Linked DNA regions of Oryctolagus cuniculus: region 1 is linked to region 2. The links are chromatin contacts, called in public Hi-C maps. All regions are on one chromosome and are shown on one strand. The core of a region is the stretch at or near the end of the contact, and the rest is flanking DNA. Distances in the headings are between cores, read along the strand shown.

Region 1 (7,870 bases), core at 3,083-5,582, 990 kb before region 2:
CTGCACCCATGTGGGAGACCTGGAAGAAGCTCCTGGCTTCTGGCTTCAGATGAGCCTAGCTCTGGCCATTGTAGCCATTTAGGGAATGAAATAGAGGATGGTAGATCAATCTCTCTATCTGTCTCTCTCTGTCTCTCCCCCCCCCCATCTCTCCTTCTCTGCATAACTGCCTTTTGAATAAAATAAATAAATATATTTTTAAAAATCTCTGAAATAGAGACAACAATGTTAAAATACCAATGCCAGTAGTAATACTAATACATTGTAAAAACCTTTTTGCTTACAAGTTTACCTGAGTTTGTCTCTCATTTGTAAGCTGAAATTTGTCTCTCATTTATAATAAAAGAAATTTGTACCAGGAGTGAATATGACCCACTATTTTAAGATCTTTGCTTCTTTATCCGTATCTTCATGATCAAAGTGGAATCCGATCAGTGGCATGTTTTAAGTTTTTGGAATCCAACTACATGTGGTGGGCCAGAGAGAAAAAGAGGAGAGACTGAGAATTTAAGGTGTTCAGTCACTGCTGCCTGCCCATTGCTCTCAAAAGTATTCCCCCAAGTAAGTGTTAAAAGGGAGGCATGAATCTGCCATTGCCTCAGTTGGTCATAAATGCTTTGTGTCTTGTAGTTGTGAGCTTCTCACTGCACAAAGTGTGATGCTAGTGTTTAAAGATAAGTATTTTTTATACAAGATGGCCTCAAATGCAAGCCAACTACTTCATCTGGTGCTCACCCAAAGAATGAGCCATCTGTTTGAACACTGAAAGAAAAACTGGCTGTGTTGGACATATTGAGAATCTGCCTCCAACATAGTCTGTAAATGTTGTATACTGTATTTTAAAGGTGACTTAGATTTTCAAGCATGATTTGGACTCCATGAGATTTTTTTCTCTTGTGTGTACAACTCTGTCGGAGATGCAATTCCACTATAATAAATTCTGCAGGCGAAAATTTCAATTTTCCTTTGTTACTAGATAACAGATACTCGCAACAATTCTTTATATTTCAAAGTTTAGAAAAGTTTTCATTAAGGGAATTATCATAGTGACCTGGGAGCAGGCATTTGGCCCAGTGGATAAGACACCAGTTAAGACACCCATATCCTGCATTGGAGTTGCCTGGATTCTATACCTGGCTCTGGCTCCTGACTCCAGTTCCCCAGTAATGCAGACCCTGGGAGGCAGTAGGTTGAGTTCCTGCCATTCGCATGGGAGACCTGGATTGGGTTCCTGACTCCTGGCTTGACTCAGGCCAGTTTCAGCTATTGCGGGCACTTGGGGAGTAACCCAGTAGATGTGAGTTCTCTGTCACTTTCTCTCTCTCTTTCTCTCTCTCTCTCTCTCTCCCCTCTCTCTCTATGTGTGTATGTAGCTGGGTTTGTGCAAATATTTTTAAAGTTTATACATAAGTATCAGTGACCCAATACTACATCAAGGCTATAATACAATTAACAAAATAAGCCCTTCTGGCAACAGCCTTACAGGGCTGTTTTTTGTAATGTTCCTCTGCCCAGTGCAGGACACTATGTTGGCAGGGTTGCCTGAGGGCCAGAAGATGATGCTGTGAAGCAGGGATCAGCAAACTGTTTCTGGAAAAGACTCTGTAGGCTGGAAACTGTGGCTTTCCACAGCTCTCCAACTATACTTAGAAAGCAGCCAGAGACAGTCTGTGAACGAAGAAGTGTGGCCATGTGTATGAGATAGAAACCATCAAAGTGTTTTTCTGATCTGGCACATGTCACCCCCCACCTTACCTCTGGTCATCAAGATGTGTAGGGATTTCTTCCCACTGACAACCAGTTCTCTGGTGGATCCAGCTGGTGTCCTACAAATCAACTCAGTTCTGGCACGGTCTACTAAGGGACAGCCGCAGATGGGCTCAGTCCCTAAAGACAGCCCCCTTTCAGGTGCCAGTTACAAGTCCCAGGTTGTGATCTGCACTTCTGCTCGAGTGGCTACACAGTGGGGTTCCCACAGCTCCCTCCTTGGGTTCTATTAATTCGCAGAACACAGGGGGACATGTTTACAAGTTTGCTGACCTGATAAAGATCCAGATGTGCAGCCAGATGAAGACATGCACAGGATGAAATCTAGAAGAGTTTTGAGTGCAGGAATTCTATACCATGAAGCTGGGGTGCACCCTGCCCTCTCTCCCAACCTGTGGCATGTGGGCGTGTTCTTCAACTCAGAAGCCCTCCAAAGCCCATCTTCTTTTTTATTTTTATGTTTTTTTTTTTTTTTCAGTGGCACCTTCAGAGGTAGGAATGACCGATCATGGTAAATAAACAATGATGGGCTGCATTTGGTCCATTGGCTACTCAGGAAAGGGTGCCCTAGGCAGTGGTTCTCAAAGTGTGATTCCTCCACAGCATTGGTGTCATTGGAAACTGGAAAGCAATGCACATCCTCAAACTGCACCTGTCAGTGGCTACTGAGTGGGAAACTCTAGGAACTGGCCCCAGCAATTCGAGCTGCAACAAGTCCTCCAGGCAATCCTGAAGCGTGCACGTGGATGTGGAAGTTGGAGAATCACTGCTCTAAAGGTCTAGATCCCTGTACAGGCAACCCTAACCCTACATAGTTAGCTAATGTTCCCACTGGGCACAAGACAGGACTTGAGCAATGAAGGAATTATTAAGTGCTATGTTGAGCCAGAATATAGTTTTATGCTCCTAGTAAGGAAATATGTGTTTCTAATTTCTTAAGTTGTTTTTTCTGTTTAATATATTTCATTAAGGGAAACTTTTTTTTTAGAACAACTTTCATTGTGGCAGAATGACAGTAAGAAGAGAAAGAGAGAGAGAGAGAGAGAGAGAGAGAGAGAGAGAGAGAGAGAGAGTTATCTCTTCTATCTGCTGGCTCACACCCCAAATGCTTCCAACAGCTAAGGCTGGGGCAGGCTGAAGCCACTAGCTAGCGGCTGGCAGGGATTCAAGTACCTGGGCCATTATCTATCTGCTGCCTCCCCAGGTGCATTTGTAGAAAGCTGGATAAAAGGTAGAGTAGCCAGAACTTGAACCAGCAGTCTGTGTGATAAAGGCACCACAAGTGGCATCAAATCACTGTGCCACAATGTTTGTCCCCTTAATGGAGCATTTCTTGGTATTCTGGAACTGCCAACAAGGCCCAAAGCTGAAAGCAATGGATACTAGATTCTCATATAGTCTATTGCCCAGCACTGCCAAATTCTGTATTTACTTTGCCAACCATATTCTTCACTTCAAGTGTATATAAGGAGAGTCTTTGGGGGAGGTGAAACTTTGATCTTCAAGGGACACTGTGGTGGGAAAGCCCCTTACTCTTCTCATGGGGGAAAGAGAAAGTATATGTTGGGGGATTCCCCAAGCCCAGGGAGTAGGGTGAGCCACTGAGTGACTTGAAGAGACTCAACCTGAGACCAACAGAGTTTATAGGTGCTTCCTGAATTGGCACATTGGTGAAACACGGACAGAGCCAAGGAAGAATTTGAAATATATACCACAGATTTTGGGCATCATGTGTGCATAGAAACTAACAGCCATGTGTCTGTCTAGGGGTTTCTTTTTAAAAAACATATGACCTTTCTCTCTGTCTCTCCCTCTGTAACTCTACTTCCAGTCACTGGTTTACTTCCCAAATGCCCTCAATAACCAGAGCTGTGCCAGTCTGAAGCCATGAGTCAGGAACTCTATCTGGGTCTTCCACACGGGTAGTGAGGGCCCAAGTACTTGGGCCATCATATGCTGCCTCCCAAGGGGTGTATGAGCAGGACGCTAGATTGGAAATAGAGATGAGACTTGATGCCAAGCACTCCAGTATGGGATGCAGGTGTCCCATGCAGCTTAACCTGCTGTTCCACCAACCCTGTCTAGACGTTTCTGAAGCTGAGAGATCCATCAAAGGGGCCCAAGTCCTTGAGGGACCCTTCTACCACCCTCACCCCCACCGCCTCAGGCAGGCAGTGACGTAATAGTTCAGTCTCCCTAATCCTTCCTTCCTGCCCTGGGACACCAGCCCTAAAAAAGGAAAAAGAAGGTGTCAAAGAGACAGACTACCTTGTTACAGGTTCCTGGACTTGCCATCCTGCTGTGACTGAAATGGACATGGGAATAGGGATGGATGGGAGCTTTGCATCAAAAACGAGGCTCAAGAAGCAGGAAGGGTCAGATTTCCCCTTGCCTGTAGGCCAGCAAGTTAGCCTCATATCATTTCCTGTCTGCTGGCAGAGGACGTCAGGCTCCTGGGTCAGAGACAAGTGGCTTTTATTACTCAGGGCACAATAAAAGCAGCAGCCTCAGCATATTTGTGTTGGTTCCCTTGCCCCCAAGTCTCACGGGGGTGATTTCACGGGCTGAGAGAAACAAACACATGCAGTGGGTTCTGTTCCAGGAGAAGAAGCCAGGGCCAAGAGCCCAGCGCTTTCTGAGCAAGCAGCAAACATTGTAGCAACAGCAAGCAAGCCAGTTTTGCCTTTGAGAGCGAGCAGTTAGATGGTGGTTTTCCTGGCTGGGATAAGGATGAGGCAAGGGATGGCGCCCATGGTGCTAAATTTAGGGAAGCACTCACTCTGAAGTTTGTGCAAATGCGAATTGGCACCTGGGAGTGGGAACCCTCTTAAACCCAGTGCTCTGGGGCTTTGCTTGCTGATCCCCACGCTGGCTCTGGTGGTCAGGCTGGACTACCTGGTGTCACCTGGATTTACTAATTGTCTATGAGACTACTGCAGAATTTGTTTCCCATCAGCAGGCACTTAAACCTGCAGGCTAGCACTCAACAGGAACTGTGGCGCTTGTCAGGGCATCTCGCAACAATGAAACTGAAGCTCATAACAGAGCTGTTTGAATAACCAAAGGCCGGATTCAGTCCCAGCTCATGGTTTTGGCAGTTTTAAAGGATTGTAAAATGAATAAAAATATACACCAGAGATCATAGGTGGCCCACAAAGCTTAAAGTAGTAACTACCTAGCCCTGCTCGGAAAAAGTTTGCTGACCCTGTAACAACTGATAGACATTTAATCTGTACATATATTTTTTAAAATTTATTTATTTATTTGAAAGGCAGATTTACAGAGAGGCAGAAAAAGAAAGAGAGGGAAGGATGGAGGGAGGGAGGGAGGGAGGAAGAGATAGAGATAGAGATAGAGATAGAGATAGAGATAGAGATAGAGATAGAGATAGAGATAGAGATAGAGATAGAGAGGACTTCCTTCTGCTGGGTCACTCCCCAAATGGTCACAACTGCCGTAGTTGCGCCAATCTGAAGTTAGGAGTCAGGAGCTTCTTCTGGGTCTCCCACGTGGGTGCAGGGGCCCAATGACTTGGGCCATCTTCTACTGCTTTTCCAGGCCATAGCAGAGAGCTGGATTGAAAGTGGAGCAGCCGGGACTCGAACTTGTACCATATGGGATGATGGCATTGCAGGCATTGACTTTACCTGCTACACCACAGCACTGGCCCCAATCTGTGCATATTTTTAAAAGATAAGCAGGAGATGCAATGAACTACAGCTTGAGGCAATAATTAGAAAAAAAGAGATTGTTTTATGTTTATTGCCCCAAAGAGGTGTATCTCTTCCCTAAGATTGTTATACATATGATAGACATTAGGGCTCTTTCACCCACATTGAATTAAAGACAGAAGAGTGTACTGGTTCACCGATACAAACGACAGAAAAGGTAGGCACAGAATCCACCCTGGGCTGGGCTGGATCTAGTGGTGTGTGTGCCACTGGAACTTGTGCACATGTTGGCTTCAGGATTTTGTTCAGCAGAATGAAGGGCTCCTGCTACGACAGTGGAGGGACTTTTTCCAAAATGATGGGAACCAAGTCTCTGACCGTTGTAGAATCCTCCCCACCCAGGGCTGCCATCTGCAAGGTGGTTCCATCTTGAGCCAGCATGGTGGTCTACATGGAGAGGTTTCCTGTAGATTAGCCTTGCCATCTTGAGCCCATCTCTTGCCAGGAAGAGCAAGATCTTGTCTCAGAGAACTATGAAGAGCAGTAGTACAGACTTGACCCTGCATGACTGTTGGCAGCTGCCCTCGTTTTAGTGTGCAAGCTGACTTCTGGACAGCACTCTGGTGAGAAACCTGAGCCAGGACCATTCAACTAACATGCCCCTGAATTCGTGATTGAATGACAGAAATTCTATGAGATAAGAAATGTTCATTGGTCTTTTAAGCCACTGAATTTGAGGGGAGGAGAACTTCTTATTTAGCAAGGAATAACAGCTACACTATCTCTAGGTAAGAACTTCCACTTCTTTTCTTTTCTTTTTATTTTAAATTTATTTTATTTATTTGAAAGAGTTTTAGAGAGGTAGAGACGGAGAGGTCTTCCACCCACTGCTTCACTCCCCAAATGGCCGCAATGGCTGGAGCTGCGCTGATCCGAAGCCAGGAGCCAGGAGCCAGGAGCTTCTTCCAGGTCCCCCACGCGGGTGCAGGGGCCCAAGGACTTGGGCCATCTTCTACTGCTTTCCCAGGCCACAGCAGAGAGCTGGATCGGAAGTGGAGCAGCCGGGACTAGAACCGGTGCCCATATGAGATGTCGATGCTTCAGGCCAGGACTTTAACCCGCTGCGCCACAGTGCCGACCCCTCCACTTCTTTTCTTAATCTTATTCACTTCTCTTGAAATTTCTATCTCCACCTTACTTTTGTTATTATTCTATTACATAGTCTATTTTTATATTGTAGTCTTTAATTGTAATTACAAAATGTAACCATCCATGCTTTATTTCAATGTTGATTCTAAAGTTAGAATACAAATAGCATTTAGATGACTATAATTAGGAAATATAAATATACACCTAGGATATAAACATGATATTATTGAACTTAAAGACAGAAGGACTGGATCAGTAGAGGAGGAAGAATGCCCCTATCTCACCACACCTGTGCCATTTGATGAAGAATGCTTCCTATTTGGCTCAAGACCCTTTTCGTGAGTTTTAAAGTTTTTTCTCAAAGTTAACTTTTTGAGAAAAAAAGTGTCTTTGCTATATTATTCTTTCACTATCTCAATCATATGGCTTTCATGATGAAGTCCTTTCCAACATCCTTTTTGAACATTCTTCTTTATACCTCCTAACTTCTTGTTCTAGCCATGTAGTTGCTGTCTTGGGACTTCTCTTCATTGTACTCTCTGCATTAGTCTCATTGTTTTCCGATGCTGTGTCATTTATCCAGAAGGGTGTGTCAAATGATTCTTGACATATCTGTACAACTTCATTTTTTTCAGTTTATTCTTTAAAATTTTTATTTGTATAAGCTGAATAAATTTCATGTAATTCATATATATGGATTTAGGAGCACAGTGATACTTCCCACCCTACCCTACCTCTCACCCATGGTTCCACCCTCCCCCCAACTTCCTTTCATATTTTTTCTTTTAATTTTAACAATGACTTACTTTCAGTTTATTTTATAATCATAGGTAGACCCTCCATTAAGTAAATAATTCAACCAATTGTAAGAAGGAAAAATGTTCCTCAATAGTACACAAGGACTTTAAACAGTAATCAAATCTCAAAAATGGCAATTTCACTCATATGCATTTCATTTTTTGTACTCTATTAGTTACCATAGATCAGGGGAAACGAGATATTTGTCTTTCGGGGACTGACTTATTTCACTAAGCCTAATGGTTTCCAGTTATATCCATTTTGTTGCAAAAGATAGGATTTCATTCTTTTTTACAGCTGAGTAGTAGTCCGTAGTGTATATATATATATATATATATTCTGTAATATATGTAGTATATAGTATACTATATATATATACTACATTTACTTTTCTCACACCTGCTTTTAATGCTGTTCTGAATAATATATATACTGTGGATTATATTTTCTAATTGATACAGAAAAACACTGTTGGTAAATTGATC
Region 2 (7,711 bases), core at 4,905-7,404:
AGGCGCCGCATCTCCTCCAGGGCCTGCGCCTGCATGAGGATGTAGTTCTTGGCGAGAAGCAGCGTGGCGATCTTGGAGAGCTTCCGCACCGAGGGGCTGTGCGCATAGGGGATCACCGCGCGCAGCTCGTCCAGCGCGTCGTTCAGGTCGTGCATCCGCCGGCGCTCCCGGGCGTTGATGTTGAGCCGCAGCGCCTTCTGCTCTTTGGATTTCTTGCTACTGCTGCTGCTGCCCCCGCTGCCCCCGCTGCTACCCCCGCCGTTGCCGCCGCCGGGGCCCCCCGGGGGGACGCCGGCGCCGCCGTGGAGGTGGGCGTTGGAGCAGCCCTCGGCCGCCTTGGAGCCGCCGCCTCCCGCACCCGGGGAGGCTCGTGGGTCGGTGCCTCCGGCCCGCAGCACCAGCTCGCAGCGACCGTCGCTGTCGTCGTCGGGGCTCTGCTCGCCGCCGCTGCTCTCGGCCACTGAGCCCCGGCTCGCGCTTTCGCCGTATTTGAGGCACAGGGCGGCCCCCGCCGTCAGACTGCTCAGGCTCGGGTCGCCCCCAACGCCGGCTGAGCCCACGAGCAGCCCGGGGACACCCACCCCTCCGCCGCCGCTGCCGCCGCCACCGCCTCCCGCGCCGCCGCCGCCGCCGCCGCCTCCACCTCCCCCAGGCGGCGGCAGCAGCAGCCCTGCCCCCTCGGGGTCAGCCGGCTCGAAGCAGCCGAGGGGCGAGGAGGAGGAGGACGCCGGGCGTTCCCGAGGCGGCGGCGCCAGGGACAGGTCCATGCCCGGGGGCGTGGAGCGGAAAGCTGCCTCCAAGCGCTTGGCGGTGGAGGCGCTCAGGCTCTTGTGCAGGAAGAGGTCGTCTTCGCCCGCGGCCGCCGCGCCGAGGTGCAGCCCGCGCTCCATGGTCCGTCGCCGGCGCGCAGCCTGGGCCCGGCGCGCCCGCCGCCGCCGCTTCGGCTCGGGAGTCAGGCGGCCCCACAGACGCGCGCGAGCCGGGCTCCGGAGCTGGTGCGCGCGTTGGTCCCGGTGCTGCCGGCAGCCCTCTCCCCTTCTTTCTTTTTCTTTTTCGCCTTCCCCCGCGCTCGCCGCCTCCTCTTCTTCTTCTTCTTCGTCTCCAGCCGATGGTGCCGGCTGCTGGGGCTCACCATGGGCCGCGGCCCCGCATGGTGGGAGGGTGGGCGCGGAGGGAGTGAAGCCGCCGCCGCCGCCGCCGCCGCCGCTCTGAGCCCAGCCCCGCGCCTCCTCTCCGCACCGTTTATCTTGCTTGGATTCACCTTCAAGAGATTTCCGGACCCATCAACCAGCCGCCGCCACAGACGGGGGAGTCTTTTACATCATTATCTCTGAGTAGGTTATTATGAAGAAGACTCGCCTGTTGGGACAGCGCTTTCTACCCAATCAGGTTAACGTTTTAATTAATAGGATTAAAACGGTAACAAACAATCGCAGGCGCTATCTGGCCGCGAGTCTGAATAGTTTCATTTCCCAGGTCTGAAGACAGGCAGCAGCTAGAGCTTTATAAAAGGCGCCTGCTCCATTATTCTGCCTGCCATCTGTATACACAGCTTAGCGCATATGTTTGCAAGGCGCTGGGTCCTGTTAGTAACCCAACAACTGCCTTTAGCTTGACATGTGTGGCGACTTTCACTCATCAATGAGCACACTAAAAGCCCTACTTAGAGCCTAGGATGTTCTCTGCTCCTTCAGCAAATTGTAGATCGGCGGCGGAGCCTGGGAGTCCCCTGGAAAGCAGACGCCCCCACCCCCACTGCCCTTCCCTCCGCTGCCGTCTCCCGCGTGTGCTAAGCTACCCTTCCTGCCCGAGAAGTGCACCCCACCCCTAGCGTGGGATGATGACTCCGAGCTGAGTGAGGAGATGGGACTTCCCAGGAGGGAAGGTGGGGGTCCCAGCTGCCTTGCTCCAAATCTACCCGAGATTTGCAGCTAGTGAGAGAGCAAAGCACTCTCCCCCCCGCCGCCCTAAATAAATCCTGTGCTTTATTTCTACACCTCCAACTGCCCAGTTACTACCCGAAATAAAGAGCGAATGGGTTATGCAGCCCGTTGGATTTAAACGGGGCCAGGGTGATGAGGGGAGTCCTTTTGCAGCCCTCTCCAAGGAACTGCTACCTGTGATGGTGCTTCCTAAACAGGAAGAAACTGGCTTCCCAAACTTTCTTCAAAACTGAAAACCAGTTTCTGAAGCGTCAACCGCACCAGAAGCCAAATCCTCTTACACACCAAGGATTGTGTGTGTGTGTGTGTGTGTGAACGTACATGAGTGTGTGCGCGCGCGCGGAGGGTGGGGGTTGCTTTATGCATATTGATTTACCCGGAAACTCAACGGTCAGAGCCAGAAAGCCACCAAGGGACCTCTGGGTCAGCCTCGGTGGTTGTCAGAGGGTTAGGGAAGGGAGAACCACGGAGGCAAGCGCTCCTCCCCATGCGGAATGGTACACGCCGTCATCTCGCTCTCTCGGTCTCTGGGAGCACACGGTACTCAGCAGCTGGTTCTCATCCTTAGGACATAAGTAAAAACAATATTTCCCAACACCTCCAATAATTCTTTCTTATGTGGCAGAATTACTGAAGGCTGTGCAATTTTTGGTTTCTCCGGTTTCATTAAAAACCTTTTAATTGTGGCTTTCAGAGTTGGCCCCAGGTGCTGGACTCTTTTCATTACATTTTGCTCTAATGTGATGAAATTCTAATTCTCTCCTTACCATATGGTTAAATTTCCCCACTGAGAATTAGTTGAAAAAGGAGAAATAATCTATTAATCTCTGTAATAGATTCACAAATGAGGTTCGCCACAGAACCTGTTTTTGAATGGTAATATCAGAACAGTTGGGCGCCTTATTTCATAAAGGAAGGGTAAGGGCGACACAGAAACGTCTGCATTTTCACCTGCAAAGGGTGATAAGGGGCCCCGGTGTTCTCTTTCCAAAATAACTGCGCGGGACTCCAGGGGACAGAAATAATACCCTGTCGTCAGTTGCCTTCGCGCTGTCGGAGATGCAGGAAGCCAGAGGCTGAGAGCGCGAACCGGCTGCGAGGGAGGACCCCGGCCCGTCTGGGCTGGAGGTGGAAGGTTGCCCACGGTCCCCCTGGGGATCCAAGGGCTTGTTTTCGTAGAGAGAGGGCTGCCGGGTGCTCAGGGCTCTCCCCCGCTTTCTCCAGGCGCTGGCAGCTGTTAATTTCTCTCTCTCTCTCTCTCTCTCTCCCCCAGCTAAAGACGCGCTGGTACTACTGTTTTTCAATTAGCAGCTTGTTTTCACTGCGATCATACACCCAGGTTTTCCATAAACAGAGGTGCGTCGTGTGTGTGCCTAATCCTAACTTCAGAATCTTCGGGCCACTTGCAGCAGCCTGGAGGTTGGCAGTGTCGTAGCTCTGGGCCGGGGCTGGGTGGGTGGCGACACGTTTCTTAGTGTCTGACTTCATTTTCCACTCAGCCGGCATTTGTTGTGGGCTAGCACTTTTTACAGGGCGCCTGGATTCCTGCCGGTCCCAGCAGTGGACACTTGAAGAGCCCAGGATACACTGTGCCCGGGGCCTTGGTGGCAGCGCGGGGCTTAGCCGCCGGCGCCACACAGGGCTTTGCTCTGTGACTTCGGGCCGGGCACATATGGGGCGACACCGAGGGAGGCCAAAGCGCCCCCGGCCTGGGTTAAGGCCAGGGCTCTTAGAGAACCTTAGTCTTTCATTGGAATCAGACAACTCGACCCCACCCCGAAGACTCCTTCCCACCCACCCGCCTCCTGAGCCATCCAAACCTAAGGAACAAACTTTTACTCAACTTTCTTTCACCCAGGAACCAGGGGTCTCTTTGTTGTGCGGTTCAGGAAAATCTCCCTCGTCTCCCTGGAGGAGGTGGCTTGTTTAATAGTCGCTGGAAACGGCCGGAGGATTTATAGGAGCTCTAAATGCAGGCCTTGTAGCAACCGTCGGGGAATGGTCTTTGAGGTTTATGCTCTCGTAAACTTTTGCTGATTGCTTCTGGGAAGTCGTCAGACACTTAACACTGCATTTATCTTCCAGGGCAATGAAAACACATCTGCCCCGTGTCTCGTTACCTGGTTGAATCGTCGCCAGCCCTAAGTCACGGCCTGTGCGCCCACTCTCCTCTTGTGTGGTACCCAGCCGCCGCCTCCGCCGCCTCCCGGTTTCCTGCAGGTTTGGAGGGTGACGTCAGACGCTCACTAAGTGCCGCCTAGGCGCAGGAGTGCGGGATACCTGCGCGTTCCAACTTTATTCTCCCAGAAAGAGGGCAAAGAGCCCAAGAACAGTGGCAAAGAGAAAGGCAAAACCAGAGCCTTTTTGTTGCTTGGGCGTCCGGGCTGGTAATTCAGCCCAAGGCAAATAATAATAATGAAAATGATAATGATAATAATCCTGACCCACCCGTGACCCTGTAGAAGGAAAGCTCGGAAGGGAAATCCTGGCTCCCCGCAGTTTCAGAGTGGGTCGCCGTGTGTTCCGCAAGCGGCGGGGGACCGGAGACGCAGGGGGCCGTTCCCTCTGCCCGCAGCAGGGTAGGGCAGCTCCGGTGTGGGCGCGGGCACCCCTGGCCGGGCGCCTCTGGCGCGAGGAGCGATGGTTTAGGAGGCCGGTGGGCCACCACTCCGGAAAGGAAGCTCTCTCGGCCCGGGGTTGGATACAATACTATAAACGCCGGAACGTGTTGGCTAAAGGGGAACACAGTTTTGTTACTGCGGGAAGGATTCGGAGATGCCCAGCCAGCAAAGCTGCACTGAAAAGCACCAGACTGACTCTGGGTCGCGTTTACATTTCTTCGCTATTTGCCTGAAATCTGGAGCCCAAAGAAAATGAAGCACCTTTAAGGTGCAAAGCCAGGAGCTGCTGTCTGATAAATAAGCAAATAAATCGTTTATTCCTGATCTAGATTAAAAAGTTAGAAGAATCTCTGATTTGGAGAGGTGTGTGTGTGTGTTTGAGAGGAAGAATTGGATCTCTATTTAAGAACATTCTAAAAAGTGAATACAAAGTTTACCAAAAATGGCATCAACTTTCTCTCTGAACAAACCTTGGAACAAGCGAATTCCCTGAGAGCCCTGGGAATCCTCTCCGGGCAGGCAGAATCCTACTAAGAAAGTCTCTTCTTCCGGCACCGCGGAGACCCCAGGGCGACCCTCTCAGAGAAACCCCAGGGGAGGTGCCGGGTCAGTGCGGTTTGGCTGCCTTGTCTCATCCTAGCCGCGGAAGCAAGAGCGCGCCCCCCAGAGTCCAAGGGCCACGCACGCTTCGTTTTGCTGCAAACCCAGGTCAGCACATTGACCTTGAGTTACGTGTGCCTCGCCCACCCTGCACAGTCTGGCGGCGCCTGGGCCGGCTTAAAATCCACGGGCCCCAGGAAGCCTGCTGAATGGGCTCACCATCCTGCACCCCTGCCGGGTTTGGGAGCACAGGACCCACTTGACAGTAGAGACCCAAGCCCCAGAGGCCTTTCGCTTTCGTCTTATCGTCAGTATTTTCTCACCTTCTTCACCAGGTCTTGTAGAGTTCACTGAGAGAGACTCCTAGTGCACGTGTGTATCCAGGGCCTGGCGCAGCTAATGAGGCGGAGCGCAGCGCAGGTGCAGGGGCCGCGAGACCAGCCCGGGCTGGGACATCGCTGGCAGCGCGCCTGGGGCGCCAGCCTCGCTCTTGCGCCGGGGCGCTCGGCAACGTCTACGATTTTGACCGTGGAAAAAAGTTGAAACTTGTTGATGGAAAAGTCCTTCGAGGTTTCTCTTTCATTTGTTTTAAAGACCAGAGGCTGGACCCGGGCACTGTTTCCAGACGAGTTAGCCTAGGTTTGAACAGACAAGGAAGAGAAACAGTCGGGCTCAGAGTTTTTTGTTTGTTTCTTTGTTTTTCCCAGGGTGCTGCGTACTAGGGCGGCCCAAGACCGTCGCGAAGGGCTCACCGGTTGCTCCTACCTGGGATTTCCGATCTTGGCGACTTTCAAGGCGAGGGGGTTGATAGGACAAGCGGATAACGGGGAGCCTGCCAATCTCAGAGGACAAGGTCGGATGTACAGATAGTAAGGGAAGAAAACTAAGGAAAAGAGTTCATTAAGATTTCACTCCTGCCTTACTGACTTGGAACAAACTTGTCTTGAGTTCTCCCCAGGGGCTGGTATAACAGACCAGTTTGTGTTACATGTGCCCTCTCCTCCACCGAATCTTCATAGAAAGCTGACGAGCATTAGAAAAAAATAATTAAAATTGTTCAAACAAAAGGGGTGAACATTTTTTGGCTTGCCCAATGTGCACCAATTAAGGAAAGAAATAAAACTCAGCGGGGCTGTGGGGTTTAAGGTCTGCGATTTAAAACCCACAGCGCCATCTCCTGGCAATGAAGAAAATATCGAGACGGACGACAATAACTCTGAGTATGAAATCGACTTTTTATTTTGCGCCTCAAAAATTAAATCCATGATAAGCTGATTATGACTGTAAGACATGATCTCAACACTTATTGTGTCATACACAATCCTGGAAGCTAATTATGTGTGAGTAAAAGTTTGTGACGTATTTACACATGTTGATTTTATAGCTTTGATACAGTTATTATGCTGGGGACTTATAATAAAACATGATTTTTACATTTATCATAAATATTTAAATTGATGGAATAAATTGTCTCAGATTAATTTCCAAGTCAAGATTTGAACTACTCATTTTATGTGAAAGATGCTGTAGTCTCAGTGCTTCCAAAAATTAACTAGTGAAAAACCAAATTCTCAGTTTCCATTCAGCTACATCAACCACCAAAATATTTCTTATTCAAGTATGGATGTTTTAGTAGAAGCAATTATCTCCATTACTTTTATGATGCTAGAAAGGAGAATAATGTGAATGATGAATTGAAACAAATCCTAGCTCCTCATTGCATTTTATTAATCAACATAAGTAAAAATTCTTAGCCACACCTTTTAAAATAAACCTTCACTTTCTCTACCTGGCAACTTCCCATCACACAATTTTGAAGAATGTCATTCACGCTTTCTGACCGGGAAATATCATCAGAGGTCAAATTACTTTCCAAACATTTAGAGCACATAATAGAATTGTGAACACCTAACACCTTTGTGAATGAAAATGTTTCTGAAGTGTTGATATTTTTGCAAGCTTTGCTCCCTTTTGCTAATAAGATTGAAATGCAATAAAATTTAGAGATTAATTCTCTATTAAAATCATTTCTCATCTATGGTTGTACCCACAGGCCAGCTGCTTGAAATACAAATATAAGTAGATATTTTTAGTGTACAAAATATTATGAATATCCTTCAAAAATATTGTAGATCAAACAAGACAAATGTAAACTTCACTTCAGTTGAAAGATTAATTTTAATTAATTCAAGTGGAGACCTATGAAGCCAAATATTTGGATTCATTTACTCAGTCAATGTAAGAGTTACTGTTTGAAAGAAATTTGATTATATATATGAGAAAGTAGATAAACAGATGGTTAGCTAGAGAGCTTTTCACAGTTAAATTTTGAAATTTAACATGGATAAATTTGACACCTCCAGCATTTTTGATGAGGTCATTTGATCTATTCTAGCAAAGCAGAATTGTTGCATATAATCATTTTAACTTATGTTTAAGAAACAGTTAACTTAGTTTGTCTGAAAACTACAGTGATTGAGTTTTCCACTTTGAAAAAATCAGATAGACACACATATATGGGTGTGCATGCATGCTGTATTTGTCTGG

Evidence for each region. Hi-C and Micro-C count contacts between places; a contact is called where the count stands out from the background.
Region 1: a contact with region 2 is called in a Hi-C map of liver, with 9 times the contacts expected there. The contact joins the enhancer-like site here to the promoter of BHLHE22 in region 2. A contact is called at or near these places in 6 of 6 Hi-C or Micro-C datasets (ear pinna, embryonic fibroblasts, liver and 3 more).

Annotation. Positions count from the first base shown.
Region 1 is chr6:91,282,538-91,290,407 of mOryCun1.1, reverse strand. No RefSeq gene overlaps it. Among named protein-coding and RNA genes, the nearest start is that of ARMC1, 52 kb to the left of the region's middle. Within about 2 kb of position 4,332, at least 1 of the 8 cell types and tissues checked has an H3K27ac peak or open chromatin away from gene starts, as enhancers often do.
Region 2 is chr6:90,293,237-90,300,947 of mOryCun1.1, reverse strand. BHLHE22 (basic helix-loop-helix family member e22) reads right to left here and starts at 6,154. Exons shown (of 2, transcript XM_051843806.2): 1 at 5,488-6,154; 2 at 1-4,157. The coding sequence starts at 890.